2 separate regions of the Mus musculus genome follow, and region 2 is linked to region 1. The links are chromatin contacts, called in public promoter capture Hi-C maps. All regions are on one chromosome and are shown on one strand. Each heading gives the region's core, a stretch centred on a gene start, on an enhancer-like site or on the middle of the called end of the contact. The rest is flanking DNA. Distances are from core to core; before and after follow the strand shown.

The links. Promoter capture Hi-C pulls out the DNA fragments that hold promoters and counts their contacts.
Region 2: a promoter capture Hi-C map of cranial neural crest shows a contact between it and region 1. The contact joins the promoter of Ntm here to the promoter of Igsf9b in region 1. A contact is called at or near these places in 2 of 39 promoter capture datasets (cranial neural crest and hippocampal neurons) and 1 of 9 other capture datasets (embryonic stem cells).

Annotation. Positions count from the first base shown.
Region 1 is chr9:27,295,150-27,303,085 of GRCm38.p6, forward strand. It overlaps Igsf9b (immunoglobulin superfamily, member 9B), which reads left to right and starts at 3,955. Exons shown (of 20, transcript NM_001326702.1): 1 at 3,955-4,368. The coding sequence starts at 4,305.
Region 2 is chr9:29,409,990-29,417,925 of GRCm38.p6, forward strand. It overlaps Ntm (neurotrimin), which reads right to left and starts at 2,696. Exons shown (of 7, transcript NM_001357602.1): 1 at 1,567-2,696. The coding sequence starts at 1,733.

The sequences.
Region 1 (7,936 bases), core at 2,705-5,204:
TGCTCACATAAATGACTCTTGTTATTTTAAGACACTGTATCATTTTGGACTTTTTTTAAAAAATATGGCAAGATAATTAGAACAATTTTCAAACTGTATAAACACCAAACACTTTCAAACTTATTTTGAATAAATTCCTTTGGTTTACAGCCTCTCTTCTTCCTTGTAAGGAGATGCTCCAGCCATCATCCTACCCCAAATCCTACCAAGAGCCCTGAAGAGGGTAAACACAAGCTGCTGTTTGCAGTTTGATTGCTCAGTGGGTGTAAGAGAAACCTTGGTTGCCAGTGGCTACCTTTTCTATGTGTCCTCTGAGGGCTTCTGGGCATGTAAGAGTAAGTAGCGAGTGGTTTGGTTTTCTTTTCTTGGAATAACTGATAAGAGCAGAATTACGTGTTTCCAAAAGTGAAGCTTCTGATGAAACTAAAAGATGACAGATATTCTGACACCCAATGTGTATAGTGTCAGATACCTATATTCATTAGGGGTATCCACAATGAACCAGGAACACCAATTCAAGGGGGTTGGTTTGTGTTCCTCTTTCTTACGCCTCTTGGAAGGGGCCCATGTGGCCTCTGAGTATTCAGCTCTATGTCTCTGCTAGGGATGGAGGGGTTGCCATTTGTTCTGAGTCAAATGCTCAGCCATATGTTAAGAGGAAAAGATCTGACTGGCCTCATTCCTCTCTGCCAGTTGCTACAACACGTGTCTCTTGAGCTGATCTGAAATGAACCGGCACATGTTGTATGATAATGGTCATGATGCTAATTTTTTCCCTCTTCAATTCAATTTCCTTCCCTTTTCTCTCTGTCTTCACTCTTGTGTCCCTGTATTTCCAGTTGAATCTCCAGATGAAATACATTCTTTTTAGTTTCCTTTGAACATCTCTCTAGTTCAGTTTATTCTTTTAAGTTCTGATCTGATATACGGTTTTAACTTCCTAGCAGAAACTACCATCCTCCTGAAGACAAGATGGGTGGCCAAGCAAGGATAGCAGGGATGGACTGTGGGAACTGCTTTATCTTTTCCTCAACTTCTGGGAAGAAACTGTCTCAAAGTAGATGCTCCATAGATGTTAAATAGATGCGTCTCTTCTACCTCAAGGATTGAAGGACCTGGGGCTAGACTATGGACTCAATATTGCCTATATCCCAGCCTCAGAAGACAAAGAACACCATTCCACAGGTGTCAAATGCTGCTATGAGCATATAAAAGGGGATGAATCCTGGAGTCATGCAGTTGTATTAACCATTTTTTTTGTTTGTTTGTTTTTGTTGATTTGTTTTGTTTGTTTGTTTTGTTATCATGAAATATTCAAGGAGGTAGACTCATGAAGAAAAGAAAGATTTACTTAGCACACAATTCTGCATGCTCACGGCTGTGGTACCTGCTCTGGTTTATTTCTGTTCAAAGCCCCAAGACAGATGGAAGATGGCAATAGCTTTAGCATGTGCTGGCAAGCGGCTGGATTTCAAGCCAGGTAGCAGGTAGAGAGGAGGAGGGGCCAGCCTTTCTCCCTTCTTAACAGCACCCCACCCTCCGCTTTGTTTTCTCTTCTCTTTTATGAGAGTAGGGTCTCTTGTAGCTCAGGGTGACCTTCAGTTTTGTGTGTAGCTGAGGATGATCTTGTACTTCTGACCTTCCAAATGCTGGGACAATTACCTAGGCCACCAAGTCCAGCTCTGCTCATGACAGCCTTCTTATGAGAACTACCAGGGAGATCCCAGGAGAATTACCTAGCAGTGGCATGGCTTCCAGTGACTTAAGGACTTCTCAGTAGAACTCATGTTTTTTTTTTTTTGTTTGTTTGTTTGTTTGTTTGTGTGTGTGTGTGTGTGTTTAAAATGTATATGAACACAGTGTTGCTGACACACCAGAAGAAGGCATTTGATCCAATTATGGATGGTTGTGAGCCACTATGTGGTTGTTGGGAATTGAACTCATGACCTCTGGAAGAGCAGCCAGTGCTCTTAACCCTGCCCCCCCCCCCATCTCTCCAGCCCCAAACTCACGTCTTTATATTAAACTATATCTATATGTGTTTGTGTGTGTGTATGTGTGTGTGCACATGAGTGCAGTGCCTGTAAAGGGGTGTTAGATCCTTTAAAGCTGTAGTTACAGATCATGGACAATTACCTTAGGATGTTGAAAACCAAACTCTGCAAGAGTTGTGCACGTTCTTAATTGCCAAGTGTCTCTCCAGCTCCTAGGACTTACCTCTTGAAGGTTCCATTCTTCCAATACTGCCACCTTGGGGATCAAGTTTCCAACAACATGAACGTTTCTGAGGTCAAAATTAAATCATAGCCTAGCCTCATCACCCATTCTGCAAGTGGATCCCAATAAGTCTTGATAGACTTAGGACCCAGAGGAAGTATGTATGGACGTATATAGATGTGTGCAAACCTGTTTATGGGGAGACTTGCATATGTGTGTGTTGGAGGTAGAATTGGTGCATGTTGCCTGAGAATTGATGCGTCAAGGAGATCTAGAGCGTGCAGCTTCACCAAAGCCCCAGGAAAGAAATGTCAGCCCAGAAAGGACCTAAAGCAGTGGCCCATGGGAATATATCAACAGAGTGATAACTCATGAGTGTGTTCGCATGAGCAGGGCGAGTTTGCAAGCAGGAGGTATTCAGAAGTCCAGTTCTCCAGATGCTATTCAGATGATAAAAGTTCATTAGTGTGTGTGCTTCTCTGCTTAGGAGCCTCAGCTTTTCATCTCCTGGATGGCAACGAGAGTGGAGTTCTCCAAAAAGAATGACCCTCCATCACTCAAGGCCACTCTATGTGAGATACACGAGTCCATGCGCACACATTGGCTTTTCCAGCAGTAAGCTGTTGGTCTATGGGAAACTTCATGCTCTGTGCTTATTGAGAGATTGCCTTCATTGCCCCTCCATTTCTTCCCTGGCCAACAGCCCCTCCTAGGGAGCTGTGCCTCTCAGCACTGTGTCAGAAGCTTGAAAGAATAAACATCTCCACGGCAGCCTCAGAACACTGTGAGATGGTTGTAGAGGCTTTCATGATGCTCATTTATTCCTTGTGTAAACACAATTGTATTGGGGGAGGAGATGAAGAGATGCTGGAGTAGGGAGCCTGGGATATAGGAAGCTCTTCCAGCGTCTTTATTTATTATCTTCTGCAGAAATGAGGAGGACCTTTCCCTTTTCCTTGGTTCTCTACCTCACCCCCTGATCGCTCACAAACGCCACCTTGACTTTATGCTGCTGATATGGGGCTGGGCTCTCAGTAAGGTAGGAGAGGAAGCAGCATTTGTGTGCAGGAGAGGCAGCATTTATTGGGGGGGGGGGGTTAATGGCTTTAGTAATCATGAGCAACGATGACCAGCAATGGGGGTGGCAGTACGTGTGCACATGTGTTCCAGAGGGGTCTGTGACTCGCCGCAGCTGAGCCAATGACTCATTCCAAATTTAGCGACTTTTAGAGGTCATTTTAGTCATCCTCCTGGCTTTGGGCTGGATGGAGCCTAACTTAATATAACGTTTGGTGGAGGTAGTGTTCTGAGAGAGTGAGCAAAGAGTGGGGGTGGGGGGGGGAGGTATCACGTGGTCTCTTTGAACCGTTCTCCAGAAAAGGACGTTCCCTAGTTTCCCCAGGATGCTTGGGTTTCCCTATCCCCGTATCAGCGTGGTCCTCCCGGGAACTGCTTTTTTTTTTTTTTTTTTCTTGATAGAAACCGGATGTTGGATTCTCAAGGTGGGCGGGGGCTCCATCCCCTCGGATAACCTGTCAAGGGTTATTGAGATTCTTAGGGTCCCACTAGCCAGTACGAGAAGCTACCATCTATTTAATCAGAAACTTGCCATGCAGTCTGAGCTGAGAACAGAATAGAGCAAAGACGTTACAACGCCTTTTCCCAGGCAATGCGCATGATTCTGCGGCTCTGTGCTCGCTACACTTCAACGCACCTTGAAATGGGCTCGCCTTCTTCGCGCAGCGACGGACTAAGAGTTTAGCCAATCAGTGCCTAGACTCGTGAGCACTGTCCAATAAACAGCCGCCAGGGGCGGACCACCAGGACAGGCCCGGCTAGGCTTCACCGTGGACCTGGCTGCGCTCTGCCTCGGTTGGCAGTGCAGGTGCCGCTGCGCCGGGGCCCGGGAGGCTGCGCGCGCCGAGACGAGCGGAGCCAGGAAGGGATGGAGAGCGGGCCGCCCGGGCTACAGGAGCACCGGCAAGGGGCGTAGGCGGGCGAGAAGCGGGCACTGAGGCACGAGAAGTGTGCAGACGCAGGAGCACTTTGCGATAGGATGAGGCTCTTGGCTGGCGCGCGGTAGTACTATGATTTGGTATGTGGCCACTTTGATAGCAAGTGTGATCAGCACCCGAGGTCTTGTGGCTCAAGGTGAGTTGAAGTGCAGCATCCCTCCTCCAACCCTCTTGGCGTTCTTAGACCTTTGCTCCAGGCTCTGGCTCCCGAACCCCGGGGGCGAGGCTCCGGCTCCGGCCAGGCGCACCTCCGAGCACTGGCCCGGGCAAAGGCTGGGGAACTGCGGGTGGGAGGAACTCGGCGGGAAGGTGCGGGAGCCCTTGGGCTGCGAACGCCTTGGAATCAAAGTGGACTTAGTCTACCTTAGGCCCCTTGGTTCACAACCACACGTCGAATCTGAGCTTTGGGGAACCCCTAGTGCTCTAACTCTGGCTGCTGGGGACTTTGATGGTCTTTAGGCAGGATTCCGCGCGTCCCAGCCCTGCACAGCACCGCTGGATGGAGGAGCCCTTGAAGGGAGGCGCGATTAAGAGGTTGGGAGTCCCCGCAGCCGCCTCGAAGGGATCGGGTTCTCCGCCCCGCGCCCTTCCTTTCCACACATCTTGGCCGCGGAGGTCGGATCCCCTTGGCAGGTGACAAGCAGAATTGACCTAGAGGCTCCGAGCAGCATCTGCTCTTCTTGGTTCTGTCGGCCGCCCGCGCCCACCTTGACTGCATCTGGGCCCCGGCCAGGCAAAAGTTCCCGGGGAGGCGCCGTCGCCGCGCTTCAGGCTGCCCGGCCCAGCGGCCTCGGGGCGAGGGCCGCGAGGGAGGGGTCTGCCCAGCTGCGTCTCAGAGTCGAGTGGGATTTTTTATTTCTGCCTTCTCGGGTTTGAGCCCAAGAAAAAGCTAGGGAGAAGCCAAGGCGCGGGGTGCATACTTGAGCGCGAGGGCTTTCGCTTTGGAGATGGCAGAGCTCTGGGTGGCACCCGGCTCTCGGCCCTTGTATGGAAGTCAGAGCCGAGCCTGGAAGCTGCCAGGACTCTGAGCTCACGGTTTCTGCGCGCGGAACCGACCCGACTGCGGGCAAGTTCGCAAAGCAGGGAGATGGCGGCGGGAGAGGAACGGTCTGTGGGTGGAAGGCGACAGGGTGACGAGATTCTGCGGACTAGGGAGCCTTTTTGAAGGGCTCTGCTGGAGGCGCGGGCTTCCCCGGCTTCTTTTGCACCTTGCCTCGGGGCGTGTGGGGGGGAGTGGTTTGAGAAAGTTTCCGGATTGGAATGTATCTCCTCTGCTACTTGAGAGGGGGTTCTGAAACGAGAGAGTGGGGCGAAGGGAAGGACAGCTTTCCAACAAGCACTATGATGGTCGGGATGGTTATAAAGGTTTCCATTTGTCAGGTGGGAAAACCGAGACAGAGTGACCTCAGAAGAAGCTTATGGAAAAAAGGTGGATCTTGCTGTGCTTCTCCCTTCCCCCTTCCCATGCAGTCTTTCAGTGACTTCCTCCTCCTCCTCCCCTCTGGGTTTTGGTATATTCTGCTGTGGGGCTGTCCCTGAAAGCACAAAAGGCTGTGCTAGCATCCGAATTGAAGAGACACCTAAGGAGGGCTCTTCAACTAGCCTCCCAACTTTAGCAAGGGACAGATTTTTTTTTTGTTTTGTTTTAATTTAAACACAGACTACAGGAAATTGGGTTTATATTGCCGAGATTCACAGAATGGCTAGATTGAAGAAGGAACTTCCCAGTGTTGAAGGTTGTTGGTTGTGAAGGTTATTGGTCCTTCTGTCTGGAACTCCTACTCTTCTGTCTGGGAGCAAGGGTGACCTGATTGGTCTTGGATTCTTTTTAGTCTGAAATGGCTCAATGAGGCACTTACAGACATAGGCTTACTGATAAATGGACAAGATTCAAATCCTGGCCGTCCCACTTGCTGACCCCGTGACCTTGGACACATTTCTCAGCTTTTCTAAATGTCACTTACCTCAGTGGAAAGTGGGTTAGCTGTAGGAGTTTGTAGAGGCTTGGAGTGTGTGAACAGTTCTGTGACGAAGTGGCTGGGTGCCTGTTGTGAAATATGTGCTCACCAGACATCAGTGTTAGCATTTCAGGATCTATGGGATGGGATTCCTATTGGGTTATGCAGGGAGCGGAGAGTTAAGAGTGTGTTGGGGGACATTCAGAAGATTGCCTCCGAGGAAGCTAGACCCCTTCCTGGGCTGACCTTGCCTGGTGGAACCTCTCTTTCCTGCATCCCAGGGAAGTGTGGGTGGGGCATGCAGAATTGCTTGGAAGTCCTTTACAAGGTCTGCAAAGCTGAAGTATTGCTGGCTGCCAGATGCTACAGCCTAGAGCGGGGGAAGGGCACCTGCTCGCCTGTGAGGCCAGGGTTGCCAGTGCTGATGAGAGAGGCCTTATGGGATCCAGATGTTCTGAGAGGGGCAGAGGTGACTTTGGAGAAATCCTTCAACCTCAGGGACTGTGTGCAAAGCAGGAGTCGCTCTAGGTGAAAAGAATCAGGCCCATCAAACTGTCAGCTTGCAAGTCTGGGACAGAGGTGGGCATGGGCTCTTCCTTTTGACTCTGGTCAGGCATCTTGGAAGTAACTGAGCTCTGTGATCCAGTTGGGAGGGTAAAGAAAAGAGAAAGGTGGAGGCAGGTGGATCTCTGTTGTACAGAGAGAGTTTCAGGACATGGAGAAACCCTGTCTCAGGGAGGGAGGGAGGGAGGGAGGGGGACAGGAGAGGAGAGGAGAGGAGAGGAGAGGAGAGGAGAGGAGGAAGGCTATTGATGTAGTAGTCTCTGCATCACAGACATCTGCCCAGCAATCTGGGGGAGTTTCCACACTATGTGGAAATCCTGCGCGAGGTATAATTGACATTCAACCTCCTGTAAGGGAGGGAAGTCTGTTCTTCATTCCCAGTGTTACCTCCACCGAGTCTGCTGGTGGACTCCCTGGCTCCTGTGTGCCCAGGCCAATGAAAATCTGATTCAGATTCTGCTTGTGCTTGGAGCAGTGCCCTCTGTCCTCTCTGGCTTTGTCCACCCAGCCTTCCTTTGTGGATGGAGATGAGAAGGAGTATGTTTAAAGCCCAGGACAGCCTCTCAGCTGGGAAGAACTTGGTGCCGGGTGGTGAGTGCTGGTATGAGTGTGTCTCAGGACATTTACACGGAGGCGGGGGTGTGTCTGGTAGGAGGCCCCCCTGCAAGAAGCTGGAATAGGTATGTGTGGGAGGAGGCATGATGCTGCTGAGTACTGGAAAGAGTCAGCTGGAAGCAGTAGGCCGATAGCCCAGCATGCAGCAGTCCCTGGAGTTGTCAGGTCCCTGGTTCAGGTGGTTTCAAGTTTATATCTGAGACGGAGAGTTGGGGTCTGGTTTCTCAAGGAGTAAAGGTTGCTCAGTTAGAGAGCTTGTATCCGTCCCTTCTTTGCTGTGCCTGGCACTTTCCAGGGTCTAGGCTCCCTCTCTGTCCTCAGAGTTGGCCAGCCTGTTCGGTTTGCTTTTTTTTTCTCCATTCTGTTGGGTGCTCATTAGGTTTCCCTGCAGCCCTCCTGTTTGCACTGAAAATGCGGGGGTGGGAGGTGAGGCCGGAGTTAGGATAGCATCAGGAACAGTGAGATTTAACTGATTCCTGTCTCCACGAGAGCTGCTCCCTTCTGGAGGCTTCTCAGCTGCTCTCCCCACCCCCACCCTGGAGTGACATGACCCCCCCCCCCCTTCCC
Region 2 (7,936 bases), core at 1,446-3,945, 2.1 Mb after region 1:
TGTTCTGTGTGTGGATAGGTGTCTATGTGTATCTAAAACAATCCACCATAGATAGTGTCTCTATTTTGTCCCTGGAGGTCTGCTCCCTGTAGCCAAGGATTAGGGTCAGAGGGGGCATCTACAGAACACTAAATTTTCTTGACTATATTGTTTAGAGGTTTGTCTTTGTTTTGAAGAAGTCTGGAACCGATGCATATTTAAAACCAGATAGTTCATCTTAATCTAAAGTAGTCCCTACAAAGTTCATTCATGTGACAATAAGTAACCAGGAGTTCCTTGGAGTCATAAGAGTTAGGTCCTCAAAGACAAAGGATTTGGGGATGTTTGCAGCCCCTTGTGTGGTTTCTTTAAATCACGTGTATTTTTTGAAAATGTCCTCACAACTCAACTCTGTAATATCAGCACTCACTCCCCAAGATCGTCTGTCCTGTGGGTACCCTGTGCACAGTCCACAGGTACTCCAAGCTCATCACTGATGGAACCAGGACATTTGGCACCAAGGCCAAGGTTCATTTCCCAAGAATCTCCACGTTAGAGGATGAAAATAGTTTCCTGTTGCCTGCAGTCAGTACCATTGGCCAGTTTTTAAAACTTTATTAAAAAGGACACACTAAGTCAAGGAGAGGTACGGAGAGTTGCTTGCTCCCTTAAAAATTCCAGAGATGAGAATTTCCCATTACAATCATCCGGCGTGTAGCCCTCCTGTGAGTGGTGTGGTTTTATCAACTGGAAATGGAGTCAGTGCTTCAGTAGCAATATCGCGAGGGAGACAGTCTTGCCCCACTTAGCACAAAATGTAGCTAAGATTCTTCTCCTCCTCCTCCCCAGAGCTTGCAACCCTCAACCCCAGAACCGACCCAACACAACACTAAAGCTTAGGGTTTGCTGAGTGCCAAGTTTTGTACATGCTGCTTTGGTGAGCATGCATAACAATCAGAGCACGGTCCACTCGTGTAGAAGGCATTCTCCACAGACAAATCACAGTCCATGGTACCAGTGTCCAAAAGCCACATTCAGACAGGAAATCACATCTGCCTCTGCCCACCGTATCATGGAACAGACAACCCAGGAAAAAAACGTTAGTAAAATCCAGGCTCAGGAAAAGAGGTTTTTTTTTTTTGCAGAGTCCAGACCCTGTGGCAACTCTCAATGGCACGGGTAGTGCGAGGGCATCCACACCAAGCCAGATCCCTGCTTTGGGACTCATTAACTTCAGCAGGGAGATCATCCATGCTGAGTCTCAGCCAAGCCCCAGGTCACCATAGCTGTCAGGCTCGGGAAAAGGCAGTAGCAGGACCATTGGCTTCAAAATAAGACAGCTATCCCTCACCTTTAACAAACCCTTGGGTCAAAGGAGCCAGGTTTGGAAAGCACAGCTCTCCCCTAGCATTACCCTGAGGTTGCCACATTCCTTGGTAGAGCAGTTAGCTCATCCAGGAATTGTGCAGCGCAGCAAGCTAGGGATCTCTCCACTAGCCCTGGCTTGCTCCAGAGCACACACCCGCACCCCTGCCCCTTTGCCCCAGCCGAAACAAATCATCATTTAGTAGAGTGGCAGTTCCCTACCTGAGGGTGGCGCTCTCCCCCTGCCTGACCGTCACGTTGTCCATAGCTTTGGGAAAGGTGGCATCTCCGCTACGCACCGGCACTCCTGTGGGTACAAGGAATAGCAGCCTGAGAGACACGACCACGAGGCACTTCCAGGGCAGGAACAGGTACCCACAGACCCCCATTCTCGACAGCCACAACTTCCCAGAACTCCGGTAGTGGCACGCACACGCCCCCCGGGCGAGCACAGGAAGTGGGTGGGGTGGGGAGTGAGCGCGGGGACCCAGCGATGAACTAGCGGCGACCGCGCGATGCACTGGGAGGAGAAAAGCGCGCAGACTCCTCCAAGTCTAATATTCCTCCCCTAAATCCAGCCTCAGCTCGCAGCCTCCGAGAACCAGTTTCCACACACATCCGAGGCGGACTTTCTCCGTGCTGCCTGTAGCCAGGAAGGTGGCCAGGAAGGAGAAGCGCAAGGCAGGCAAGCAGGCGCACAGGTGCGGGTCTCAGAAGCTGCCTCTTCCCCGTAGCAGTTCAGGCATGGCACTTTGGACAGGAGTAAGCACTTTGGTATCCAACGGGGTTGTGGCTGGGTTGAATCCAGCTACCCAGATGTGGTCTACGATTCCTCAGTCGAACGAGAGGAAATCCAGCACTTTCTTAAGTTTCAGAGCAAGGCTCGGCGCCAGAAACAATCTGGAACAATAGCAGATGGAAAGTAGAGCACGCAAGAGGCGGCACGGAGGGAGCAAGGAGGCGCCTGCTAAGCCGGCTTCCTGCAATCCGGACTCGGGAATCCTGCCGCAGAGCCACGGTCAACTTGCTCAGAGCCCAGATTCGCGCTGCAGCTTGGGCTGTCTCTGCAGCGCAGCAGCAAGGTTGGAGCGGCGCGGCAGGGGCGGACCGCAGCGGTCCCTAGCCCGCTCTCTGGCTCGCTGCAGAAGACGAAGCGCAGTCGGCACCACCGGAGCCGCGGACGCCACGCTCAGCGGCCGCCCCCGGCCTCCGCGCTGCCTTCCTCCCGGGAGCAGCCCCGACGCGCGCGGGCCCCGACCGCCGGGGTTGTCATGGCAGCAGCTCCATCCCTGACCGCCACTTTCTCTCCTTGCCGACTCCAAGCGATCCGGCTGGCGGGAGGCACGGACTGTGCGCTCATCCTGGCGGGTGCGGGGCGCGGGCGCCCACCTTAACCCCCGCCGCGCCGGGCCAGGGCAGGGCGGTGTACCACCTCTGGCCACCGTTTTAACCATTTCCGGATTTGAAGAGCTAGCTCTTCGCAATTAAGAAGACAAAGTTACTGTGAGGTCTTAATAACCCTAGACATCTTAATAAGGGTCACAAACTAACTAGGAAGAGAAGAGCCTGCAGCATGCATATGTGCACCTTTAAAATGGTCAAATTAATTCTATCAGCATTGAGAGTACATTTACAACGTTAGGAAGATGCTTTAAATAATCTCATTTTTATTCAATGTTACACCACCCTTTGCACTACACCCACCCTCTTAAAACCCCGCAGACTCAACACAGCCATTCTAAGAGATAGTCCACGTAAAATATAAATGTGGAAATTCCAGAAGGACCTTGGTTGATGGAGTGAGCAAAATCCCTTTAAAATGTTGGTCAAGTTCAACACAGCCTTTTTTCAATTCCCCAACCTCACCCCAGACACTGAGAATGCTAACTGGGTAAAAGGTACACAGGCATGGGCCAGTGTAAGCCACAGCCTTGTTTATAAAGAAGATTCTCTGGGTTCTGGGTTCACACTCTGGCGTACCTGATTTCATCTCCAAGAGGCGTGGCTTTCTTTAAATCTTTGAAGCCCAAAGAAAGACTGGATATGCCTGAGCTTCTGTGACTTCTCTCTGTCTGCTGCTGGTTCCTCTGTGCCTACATCATGTTTCTCCCTTCACACTAACTCTGATGGACCATGCCTGGTCCCTGTACAGGGAACAGGGTAGATCCGTTAGAACAGTGTGGGTAACGCCAATAGGCTCCCTTCCCTGGAATTTCCAGTCCTGAGCTCCCAATACTGTCCTGAATTGTTACTGGGAAAGGAATGGGGGTACACTGGTTCTGTTTATTTCCCTAGACTTTCTCTTGCATTCAGTTGGGGCACTATTTTTTTTAAAAAGTCTATGAAATAAAAGTGGGTGGGGGGGAGTGCTTCCCCAAAGCCATCCAACACCAGATACGAAGAAAACATTACTACAGAACCATTATTAACCTCAGAGGTGCTGGTACCAATGAACATTGACGCTATGGAGTCACACCAGCCGTTTCCATGTAGATAGTATGTAAGGATCCACACGTGCACCTGTCCCACAATCTCCCCCTCACACTACTACAGTGGAGGGGTGGGTAGAGGTCAGCTGTGGAATGTGTTAACCAAACTCAAAAATGGCAAAAGAAGATGAGTAAGCTAGCTTTTCTAGCTTTGTAGTTGCCCAGACACTTCTGGGCTGTGAAGTATTGAGCAGCTTTACACTGGAGGTAGCAGAGTACTTGACATCAATTCATTACCAATTCCCTATTGTCTCCTCTAGTGACTTCTTCTGATATTAAAGTCTCAGGGAACTCATTCACTATTTTGACCATACCTTTTGACGTATGGTGCCCCAAAATGCTGACTGTTGACTTATGACAGCAACAAATGGCTTTTTTTCCAAAGCCTATTTTGTCTCATTCTCCAGTGGGAAAATATGAAAATGTGAAATTAAACTGTTTGGTTCTGTCAAGAGTTTCATGAGCAGGGGCAGAAAGTGTGAGTTTCTCTTTGCTGATGAATAGGCTTCTGGGTTCAAGGCTCTTCCCTTAAATCCAGCGCATTACTAATAATCCACTAACTATCCTCCTAGGGTCCCATCACAAGCCCTCTTCCTAGATGCCACACGCATGGAAACAAACTCCTTTTGGGCTTTGGAGCCATCTCCCTCCAGACCCAGGCCTGAGAATGAATGGAGCTGACTCCTTTCATGACAAATTCTAATTCGGTCTCTTGCATCTAATTCCAAATAGGTGCAAATGAGCATTAGGTTTTGCATCTACAAATGGGGATAATGACAACCAACAGGCTGTCCCAAGGGACCTACATACATGATTAACTCTACAGGAAAAATACTTAGAAAACCATTTAGGGTGGAAGAGCCTTTATTAATACATTTTTTTTCTGTTTCTGCTTTGTTATTATGGCTAGACAGAAAAAATAATCCTCACGGGCTCCTTGAGACATGAATGCATTTCTTCTTAGACAGGCAGAATGTTTTTGTCTCAGACCATGAGGAACAGTGCGAACCTTCAGCTTCCCAGTGGCTGTCCACAGAAAGCCCCACAGTGCTCAGGTCTCTCTAGGAGTACAAAGAAAAGCCACTCACAACCTCTGCTCCATGGGCCTAGGGAATCCAAGTTCCACTCACAAATAAAAGTCAAGAAAGTGGCCTAAGGTCAGAGATTCCCACCTAATTAACAAGACAGATCGGCTTTATTCAAACTTGCTATAGACGTGCTTTAAAAAGACGAAGATCAAAATCGCATGTCAATTGCCTTCCCATCCCCTAATCCCTAAATATAACCAGCACTTAGTGGCTTATCTTATATCCTGTCTCTAGCTTCATAAAAACTGCTGGATTTATTTTATTTTTCCCAGCATATCTGAGTTAATGAAAAAGGGATGACAGTCAGAGCAATTTCATTATTTGTGTTCTTTATAGAAACAACTTCCTCTCTGCCTCCTGGAAAGCAGACTCCTAAGGAGCGCCACCTCCACCTTCATTTCCCCTCCCATCCCCTCTCCTTCCTCCCGTCTTTCTCACATACACATATACTGTACACATAAATCAACTTGTCACAGCTTGTCTCTACACTGACAGCTGTAATTGCTTCAGGTTATAAAAATATCTTTAGGACAATACCTTTCAAGCTTGCTCTCTCTCTCTCTCTCTCTCTCTCTCTCTCTCTCTCTCACACACACACACACACACACACACACACACACACACACACACAAGCAGATTAGAATGTGTGGTGGCTTCCACCTGACCTGGCACCTGTACACTGAACTAGGGTTTGAACAGGATTTCTCCTGAAGATGGTCGGTCCACTCGGTTTTTCTTTTTCTTTGTACTTCATGTTACCCACAGCAAGCTAGAGTGAGCTAAAGAGCCATGACTATTCCACCATGCAAGAAACAAGAGACAGAGCAGTAGCTCAAGAAAGGCCAGCTCTAGTTCTCTACAAAAGGGAAAGGCCCCCCTCTCCTGGTGGAGATTTCAAACAGAAGTACAGGCAAGATGAAAAATGCAGGGTGGTTAGTGAGTGGCCTGACATCAAATAGATATTGGAAGATTTAATCAGAAAGAGCAGTGTAAATCTGGATAAAGAGGTGCCTCCAGGGGTATAGGGAAGGGCTGGGCTTTGGAAAAAATGTGTGCTATTTTTTGCTCCTCTATGAATACAGGATCACAATAAAAACCCCTGCTCATCGGGCTGTACTCGAGTGTGTTAGGATTTCAGTGGGAAGAACAACAAGGCATCATGAAGACGGGAAGATCGCTGCATGGACAAAAAAGAGGTCAGAAATAGAGAGATCTGAGAAGAAGGAGAAGAAGAAAAGCCAGGGGCATGGCTGCCTGTCCGTGGGCTTTGAAACCCACAGAACTGTATGAGGGATGCACAAAGCACAGAGGCTGTAGGGCAAAAGGTATGGAGGTCAACTGAATGAGCCAAAATCAAAGTGCTAAAATACAAAGGGTAGCTATCTAGAGAGTGCATCCCAAGAGTTGGAGAGGTTGGAACAAATGGTCTCTTGTGTAAGATTTGGATCATAGTAAAAACCTCAGACTCAGAGAAACACAGAAGGATGGATGTCCCAGAAAGCATGTGGGAAGATGTGCAATGCATACCTCTCATTTTAGGAAGGAAGGACGAGTCCCAGAAGGCCATACTCAGTATAAAGCTAGTGTTGGGCAAAGCAGGACAAGAACTCAGTACGCCTGGCTCTTTCCCAGCTCTCTTTCTATTGATCCTCAGCTATGGACACTGCTGAAAGAACTGACTGTCAAATACTGGCTTACTGCTGTGTTTGAGAACCATACAGACAACTAAGGAGAAGACCACAACTTGCTTATGAATACACGGGGCATCCAGTAAATCCCACTGGAGCTGATGCATTCAGTAAGCCAACATATATAGGACCACTGTTGATGACTAGATAAAGATGAAGAAGAGAAGCCAGGCCTGCTCTCCTCTTGCCAGCAGTCAGGCGCTCTTGGGTTTCTCAGCAACATTATTCACACTGAGATCCACAGATGTTGAAGCTCTAGTGAACTCTGATTTGTTCCCCTCTAAGCTGAGGAAAATAAGCTGAAGCCTACCTTCTTCTCCTTAAGAAGCAAACCTCTAATGCTTGTCCGGATTTCAAGGCACTAAATTGGCCTTTCTAGAGTTATTCATTAAGAGGAGGGGAGTGCACTTAGGGATGCCCTAATGTGGAACAAATTCTCTAGTCAGGAAAGCCCACACAGAGCATGCTGTCTACCAAGACATACAGATAAGATGTAAGGAGTTTCTCAAAACCAAGAATACACTTGTGCTGTAAGCACTGTGGGGAAGAAATGGAAGAAGGCCCATCATATCAAAATTGGAAAGTCTTTTTGTTTTTATTTTGCTCTTGTTTTTGTTTTGAGGAAATGATTCTAAGCAGAACTTTACTACTAAGGAAGAATGAAGGGAAGGAAGGTGCCATGAGAGAATCCTTGTAGCAGGCCAACTTCATAGACTGTCTAATCTAAGAACAGAGGGGTGGTGAGCAGAAACCGCTACTTGTCTGGCCGTGTTCAGCTGGGCTTGGAGTATATGACCTGATAGCTCTGTCTCCTTTAGTAAGATACATGAACTCATGCCCCCGTTCAGTCCACCTTAGCCACCAAGAGCAACTGTGGGCTTTGGAAACAGAATGGGCAAAAGTTAAATCTTCACGCTCTTGAACTAGGATGGGACCTCGGGGTCACGGCTTTACATGTAAACACCACATGGAGCTGGTATAATAAGGCTGTGTGGACAGATGTGGAAGTTCAATCCAGAGCATGGCTTCTCCTGTGCTTCTCGTTATGATATCTGGAGGAGCTGTGTTAAATTTGTCAGGAGGGTCACAGAGCCATTCATTCCCAGGACAGGAGGAGTCTGGGAGCAGAGAACAGGCCTGCAGACAGTCAAGGAGTTTAAATCAAGAGAGGCCTCATCCCAGAGAGAGAGAAGAAATACCACGTTAGGATATGGTTGAAAGACTAAGAGTCTCAGTCTCCACACTCCCAGCAAGGAGAGTGACCACACCCCGCACCCCATTGTCCCACTCCTGAACGTCTAGCCATCCAATGGCTGCCGACTGCTCA